Linked DNA regions of Phocoena phocoena: region 1 is linked to region 2. A link is a contact called in public Hi-C data. All regions are on one chromosome and are shown on one strand. The core of a region is the stretch at or near the end of the contact, and the rest is flanking DNA. Distances in the headings are between cores, read along the strand shown.

Region 1 (3,794 bases), core at 403-2,902, 160 kb after region 2:
AGTGACAGGGTTTACAGGAAAAACAGAAGGCAGAGCAAAGAATAAGGATGCCTCTAATGTGGTAATTAAGTCTGTGTTTTGGACCCAGATTCAACCGAGCTCTGGAGAGTGCGAAGAACAATGTCCGCGGCGTTCCGGGTTCAGCCGGGACTAGCTACTTCGCCTTCACCGGTGCCCTAGCCCCAGCAAGCTGGGCTCTCCGCTCGCCCGCCCCCCACGCTGCCTTGTCCCGAGAGGATGGGCCGTTCGGGCGCCGCCAGGGCGGCAGAGAGCGCGGCGTTTGTCCTGAGCGCCAGGGCTCCCCGCAGCCCGGCGCCCAGGGCGGACGCGAGCCGCAAATCTAAGTGCGCACCGAGCGCGCTCGCAGCCACCGTCCGCCGCCGAGCGGCCCGGGCGCGCCGTCTGCAGACGGCTGGGCTGTGCGCGCGCGCCCGTAGGGTGTGTGCGCGCGCGCCCGTGGCGTGTGTACTCACAAAGGTGTGTTTGCTAAATCCACTTCCCGGGTGTGCCCTCTACCCCGAGCCGGAGCACCCCCGGGCCTGGAGCGGGATCTCGGCAGAGCGGCCGCTGGGGCCAGTTCAAGTTCCCCAGCTCCGCGCCGGCGGGCGGGCCGGCTTCTCAGCCCGCGGGGCTGAAGAAGCGCGAGGGCGGGGCGGCAGCGGCCAGCTCGAGACGCGCGTCGCACAGCTGCGGGACAGGTTCCGAGCGCTCTGCGCGTTTCCGGACACTTTGGCCGGCACGGTATCCGAGACAGAGCGCACGCGGGGCTCGGGGCTGAATGCGCCGCAGCCAAGAGGGGCAGCGGAGCTGGTGCTCTTCTTCTCAGCCTTGGTCTGCAAAAGTGAACTGGAAAACAGCCGCCTAACGCAGCCTCCTCCCTCTTCTCCGGCACCGCAGCTCGGGCTGGGGGTGGGGGGGAGCTCCTCCGGGCTGACTGGAGGGCAAGCGAGTGGCCGGACGGCCTCAGCCGCACCTCCTCCGCCTTCCTCACCACCCCAGTCCCCCGGGTTCCACGCCGCATTTCTTTGTTTTGAAAGCACCTCCTCCGCCCAGAGGCTTTTCCCCCGGCGGTCAGGCTGTGACGGGGGGTGGGGCATCGACCCGCGGGCCCCGCCCCCCGTTTAGCCCGGACCCCTCCCCTGTGCTCACCTCCCATCTCCCCTTCCCTCCCCGCTGCGACCCACGAGGCGCGTCCTCACTTGCTGGACATCAAAGGGAGGCAGGGAATTGGAGGGGGAAGTTGAGTAGGCAGGGGGCGCAGAGACCCACCCACATTAGGCCAGGCCGGGCGGCCCGCCCCCTCCCCCGGGAACCCCGCCTGAGCCCCGCCCCCCACGTCACAGCAGTCTGACATTCTCACAACCCTTCGGGAACCCAACCCCAGCGCCCCCGCTACCCCCGTGTCCGCTGAGCGCTCTATTTATGTTTCAGCCCAGTGATTTGCATAGGCCCCGCCTTTGGCCCTAGGTTCCCCTATCGGGGCCCCGCCTCAGCCTCGACGTCACGGTGAAGGCCTCACCTCTTGTGCCCGTACAAGGAGCGGCGGGCCCTAGATGGCAGCGTGGCGTCGCGGCGGCGTGTGCGTGTCGCGCTTCCTTGTGCCGTTTATAGGGTCCTGGCACTTCCGCTGTCGGGTTAGAAGCGGCGCGGTCATGGCGGAGCGCGGACAGCAGCCTCCTCCCGCGAAACGGCTCTGCTGCCGGCCGGGCGGCGGAGGCGGTGGCGGCGGCGGCGGGGCCAGCAGCGGCGGCGGAGGAGCGGGTGGCGGTTACAGCTCTGCCTGTCGGCCGGGCCCGCGGGCGGGCGGCGCGGCGGCGGCGGCGTGCGGGGGCGGCGCAGCGCTGGGGCTGCTGCCGCCGGGCAAGACCCAGAGCCCCGAGTCGCTGCTGGACATCGCGGCGCGCAAGGTGGCTGAGAAGTGGCCGTTCCAGCGCGTGGAGGAGCGCTTTGAGCGCATCCCGGAGCCGGTGCAGCGCCGCATCGTCTACTGGTCCTTCCCCCGCAGCGAGCGGGAGATCTGCATGTACTCGTCCTTCAACACCGGCGGCGGCGCCGCGGGCGGCCCCGGAGAAGACAGCGGCGGCCCCGGCGGCGCGGGCGGCGGCGCGGGCGGCGCAGGCGGCGGCGGCTCCTCGTCCTCGCCGGCCGCCACCTCGGCCGCCGCCGCCGCCGCCGCTGCCGCCGCCGCCGCCGCCGCCGCTGGGGCCGGGGCCCCGTCGGCGGGGGCCGCCGGGTCGGCGGACGGCGGAGACGAGACACGGCTGCCCTTCCGCCGGGGCATCGCGCTGCTGGAGAGCGGCTGCGTCGACAACGTCCTGCAAGTCGGTGAGTCACGGGGCAGTCGCGGGGCCGTCTGTCCGTTCGTCAGTCCCTCGGGGGGGCGCCCGCCCCCTCCCCTCCCCTCCCGGCAGCCCCTCAGCCCAGCGCGCGCCCGCACCCCGCCCGGTGCCCTCACCGTCCCGGATAGTCCTCCAGAGCGGAGCGCCCATTTCCTCTCCGCCCTCCCCGCCCCCTGTCTCCCCGGACGGGCCAGCGCGAGGGGGAAATGAATCAGCAGGACGCGCCCCTCCGCGGGGTCCGCGGGGTGGGTGTCGGGTGCCCCCGGCCCGCTCGGTTCCCCGCCCTTCTTCCGGGGAGCACGTCCTGGAGGGCTGCTCGCCTGTTTTGGAGGGTGAATGTGGACAAAGGCATGGGCTGACGGCCGGACTCTGGCGGAGGGTGTCTGTGGCGGGGCCGTGCGGGGCGGGGGAGGGAGCGCGGGCCGCACAGACAATGCCGGCCGGGGCCGAAACGGCGGCCGGGCCGCGCTCTGCGCTCTCCCTCCTCTCTCCCCTTGTCTGTCGCTCGCTCGTCTTTCTTTCTCCTCTTCCCCCCCACTCCTCACCCCCCGCCCCTTCCATTTGAGGGAGGGAAATACATTTTAATGCCACTCGGCTGCCTCTTTTCTCCTGGCTTCGACGGGCTGGCGGCCGCGGAGCTCCGGGGGTCGCTGCGGCGTCTGGACTGGCCCGGGCGAGCTCCGCCGGCCGCCCCGGGATTTAAATGTCCTTTCCTCCGCGCCTCTCCGTCTCGGGGCCGCGCGGCGGGCTGGACCCATATCCTGAGGGAGCTCTCCCCGCGAGGACGCCCCCTAATTAAAGGGCGCGAGCAGGGCCGGGAGCGGCTGGTTCTTTCCCGTTCCGGGGGGCAGCGGCGTGCCCGGGGCTCCTGCCGCCGGAGTTCGGTTTTGGGGGGCCGGGGGTCGTGCTCTGTGCGATCCGTGGGGAGCGGTGACGGGCTTGGCGCTCTCGGCCGGCGGCTGCAGGAGCGTGAGGCGGAGGGGCTCCGCGGCCGCTCCCGCGTCCCTCCCTGCGCGACCGCCTGGCAGCCGGGCACGACCCCGCACTTTGTTCTCATTTTCAGGTTTATTTGTGCCCCTTTCAGTTTTCTGTCATCCTCCGAAAAGGGGAAACCAAACAAAAGAGTCTCTTTATTTCTTTTCGGGGCTTGTAAAGTAGAAGATATTTGACAAAGGCGAGAGTAGGACTTGTGGTTTAAAGCTGCACAGCCCTTCTTTTTCTGACAGACCATGAGAGTTTTCTCAAATACCGAATTTTAAAAGCGTTCCCTGTCCTCCCCCTCCCCCCACCCTCCAGTGTGTTTTTCTGGTCAGATATTTTTTTCAGCTGTAGCGCTGGGGATGTTTTGAGCTGCACGGAAAAGAACAATGCTATAGTGAAACTCCCCTTTGCCCGTATTTTTCTCCTGATTGCAAAACGACGTATTTTCTAACCCCCCCTTCTCATATTGCTGTC
Region 2 (3,590 bases), core at 657-3,156:
ATTACTCCTCCCCCAACAAAAAAAAAGCCCAGGACCTCTTTATAAAAATGTATCAAGGGCTTCCCTGGTGGCGCAGTGGTTGAGAATCTGCCTGCCAATGCAGGGGACACGGGTTCGAGCCCTGGTCTGGGAAGATCCCACATGCCGCAGAGCAACTGGGCCCGTGAGCCACAATTACTGAGCCTGCGCGTCTGGAGCCTGTGCTCCGCAACAACAGAGGCCGCGATAGTGAGAGGCCCGCGCACCGCGATGAAGAGTGGCCCCCGCTTGCCACAACTAGAGAAAGCCCATGCACAGAAACGAAGACCCAACACAGCCATAAATAAATAAATAAATACATTTAAAAAAAAAAAAAAAAAAATGTATCAAATTTATTTCAATATCTAGTTTCATTCTTAAGTTAAAGCTTTTAGACAATTTTTTTTGTAATTTAAGATTATCAGGGGTGAGGAAAACATTAATAAGCTATTAATTACTGACAACAAAATTATTAACCATGCATTTATAAAAGCCATGTTAAAGAGTAAAAAGTTCCAGTTATACTACTTAACTGAAGGAAATATCCTTCAGCCCTTTATTTCTAACTATAACACATTCTAATTTTGACATGATTTACACCTTTTTCACCCAACTAATACTATGCTAAACAAACTTTTTCCAACTGTTAAGCCTTTCTTTACCATTTATGAAATATGACTTAACTGTTACTCTTTAAAAGTTCCTTAAAAGAGATATGAATTTTAATTTTCACCATGAACCTGTTTGATCAAAAAAGTAAAGGACATCACTACCACATGAATTAAAAGAATGGAATGAAAAACAAAAGTGTTATTACATAATCAGCAAATTATTTGATAAGACATTTTAACTACTTCACATTTCTACTTATAGCACAAGTGAGAATTAACTGGTTCCAAGGTACTACAAGGTTTGGCATTTTTACTCCAAGCTTTAAATCATAGTGTTGATCTACTCAAGTCATCTCTAAGAAAATGGCAGTGTTCATAAGTACAAAAATTGTTATATCCAGTAAGTGGTATTCTACATGGTCAAGATAATAAGAGAATTCTTTATAGAATTAGATTTTTAAAAATGCAGAATGTCTGGTAATTACCAGTATCTCAAAAGCTAAAATGAGAAAAATACAGAAAATAGAAGTACTCATTGAATAATACTTTGCTTTGAGGAAGCCAGAAATGATTCTATTTCAAGAAATAAGTAATAATGATAAAAGATGTGATTAATACACTGTATCTCTTCTAAGCCAAAGCATGCTTTTCACCTCAGGACAATTCTGATTTTTACATTCTTAATCTCCTTTGTCCAGAACAGGACCCCATTTTAAGCCATTATTTGAACAGAGTCCATAATCTAAAGCCATTTTTCTCCACAGGATGTTTTCACTTTAGTATATATGCTGCAAAAAGGCAAATGACTAACTCAGTTATAAAGAATCTGTAGCATAATAAATGCCAATTTACAGTAACTGTCAACAGACTTCTACACCGAAGCCTAAAAGTTGCTATAGTACAGATGAGAACTAACATGATTCTTCCACATGCTCAGACTTCGTTTACTAAATAATACTGTCACAAGATCTGAAAAGTAACCTTAATGGGTCCTTCCAAAGCTGCATAATTTTCCAGATGATTTTCCTCTGGTTGCAAAGCCTGTTCATTCCTTCAATCCTTTTTTAGTCGTTTAGCTTTTGCAATATTTTCTTGACGTTTTTGTTTCTTCTTTTGCTCCTTTTCCCTGGCCTCAATCATCTTGGCCAATTTCCAAGACAGTACAGCACTTGCTAGAAACAATGGAGTTAGGGCCAGAATAACTGTTGTAAGGAAGCCATATGGGTCCTTTGCAGCCCATTCCACAACATACTCAGCCCAAGCCTTTATATCAAACATCTCTGTAGAGGCCTTAGGAAAGCAGCGGGTGGGGGGAGAGACAACAAGAGAAAAGCCTATGTGGTTAATCAGATTTTCAAAAAGGTACCCCATACAATCAGTTAACTCAGAATTCCATTATCACTCAATAGTTTGGTTGGTTGTTTTTAAAAAGTACTAATTAGTACTATTTTAATAAGGACTAATGTTTCTAGTAAGAAAAAATAATTCACCTAGGACAACCAGAAGAGTGACACTTAAAAGATGTGAAGCTATAGAAGATAAAAGGAAAAACCATGTGGAATCTGTCATAAGGACTAGGCATTCTCATATGCCTCCTATATTCAAGACAAATTTTATTTAGCAGCAGAGTTTTCAAAGAATTTTGAGTTTTATTTGCTCATTCCAGGAAACAGCTGAATCCCATTATGTCATTTTTTTTACATAGCCTTAGTACTATTAAGTGCTAATTAACAAAAGTACAATCATCAAATTTGCTATTTGAAAGCCACAGAATATGTGAAATGCCTGGAGAAAGGGAGGTAATGGATGGCTGTTTCCAGGAATGAAAAGAGAGGGTAAGGGAACCATAATATCCATTCATATGCAAAGAGTTCTATAAACAAAAGGTGACATGCTATTTTATGCCCTCTTTCAGCTTTGAGGACTCCTATTTGAGGACATAATTTAGTAAATCAGAACTTTAATAGATGAGAAAATTAACCATTACAGGTGCCATGCATTTTGTTCTGTTTTGAGTTGGTAAGGGAGGGCGATCTGGCAAATGAGGATGTTGTGGATTTGAGTGACATTTTCTATTTTGCCCCAGAGGCTTTTCAACCTTCATGTTTGTGTTGATCTCTATTCAAAGTGGAGAATCAGAATACCTGGGGAGGAATGGGTGTATATACAGTCACTTAAAATTTCAGCTGGGATTTAAAAAATCATCTACCTTATGCTTTGAGTAGTGATCTCTAACTTTGTCCTGGGATTATTAGCCAATCACAATTTCAGATGACCCTTGGTTGGCTGTCTTCTTTAGCTCTACCATACACTTCTGAGAGAATGCTTAAATTCTGTATACTGGTTGGGTTGAAAAGAATAGATAAAAGAAAAACGTTAAAAGTCAACTTTAAGGAATAATTATAATACAATTTTAAATGGTAAATTCTCTATATGCAACCTATAAATGACATGTAAAATCGCCTGGCACATTAAATACATTTAGTATCTATTGCTTTCTAATTTTAAGAAAGAAATAATTACACAATGGCAAATGCCCTGTAAGAAAATCCTAGTTACTGGAGATCAAATATTTTACTAAATTACTTCAAAAATAAAATTATTTACGAAGTTCACTAACATATAAAATAAGTTAGCTCACTGACATGTTACAGCATATCCATTCCCAGATCTTGAACTTTTTATACTAAAAAAGTCAATTATTTGTTTATAGGGTTAAGTATACAATCGCAAAATCAAACACCGCTTTACTCTTAAAAGGTTTTTTTTTTTTGGTCTCCCTATTATAGTTTGTGTTCTTTATAGAAAACCCAGAGATAAGCAAAACAAAATATATATCACCCACAATCCCATCACCTACATAAAACTACCATGACTGGTTTTAATTACATCCTATCACAACTTCTTCATATTTTCAACTTAAGACACATTAAAGTACCTAAGATATCGTTAAATATCCTA

The links. A called contact is a pair of places that touch in the nucleus more often than the background predicts.
Region 1: a contact with region 2 is called in a Hi-C map of kidney, with 5 times the contacts expected there. The contact joins the promoter of ZSWIM6 here to the promoter of SMIM15 in region 2. A contact is called at or near these places in 2 of 2 Hi-C or Micro-C datasets (kidney and lung).

Annotation. Positions count from the first base shown.
Region 1 is chr3:48,482,500-48,486,293 of mPhoPho1.1, forward strand. It overlaps ZSWIM6 (zinc finger SWIM-type containing 6), which reads left to right and starts at 1,653. Exons shown (of 14, transcript XM_065874785.1): 1 at 1,653-2,325. The coding sequence starts at 1,653.
Region 2 is chr3:48,321,272-48,324,861 of mPhoPho1.1, forward strand. SMIM15 (small integral membrane protein 15) reads right to left here and starts at 1,907. Exons shown (of 1, transcript XM_065875474.1): 1 at 1,683-1,907. The coding sequence starts at 1,907. The coding sequence ends at 1,683.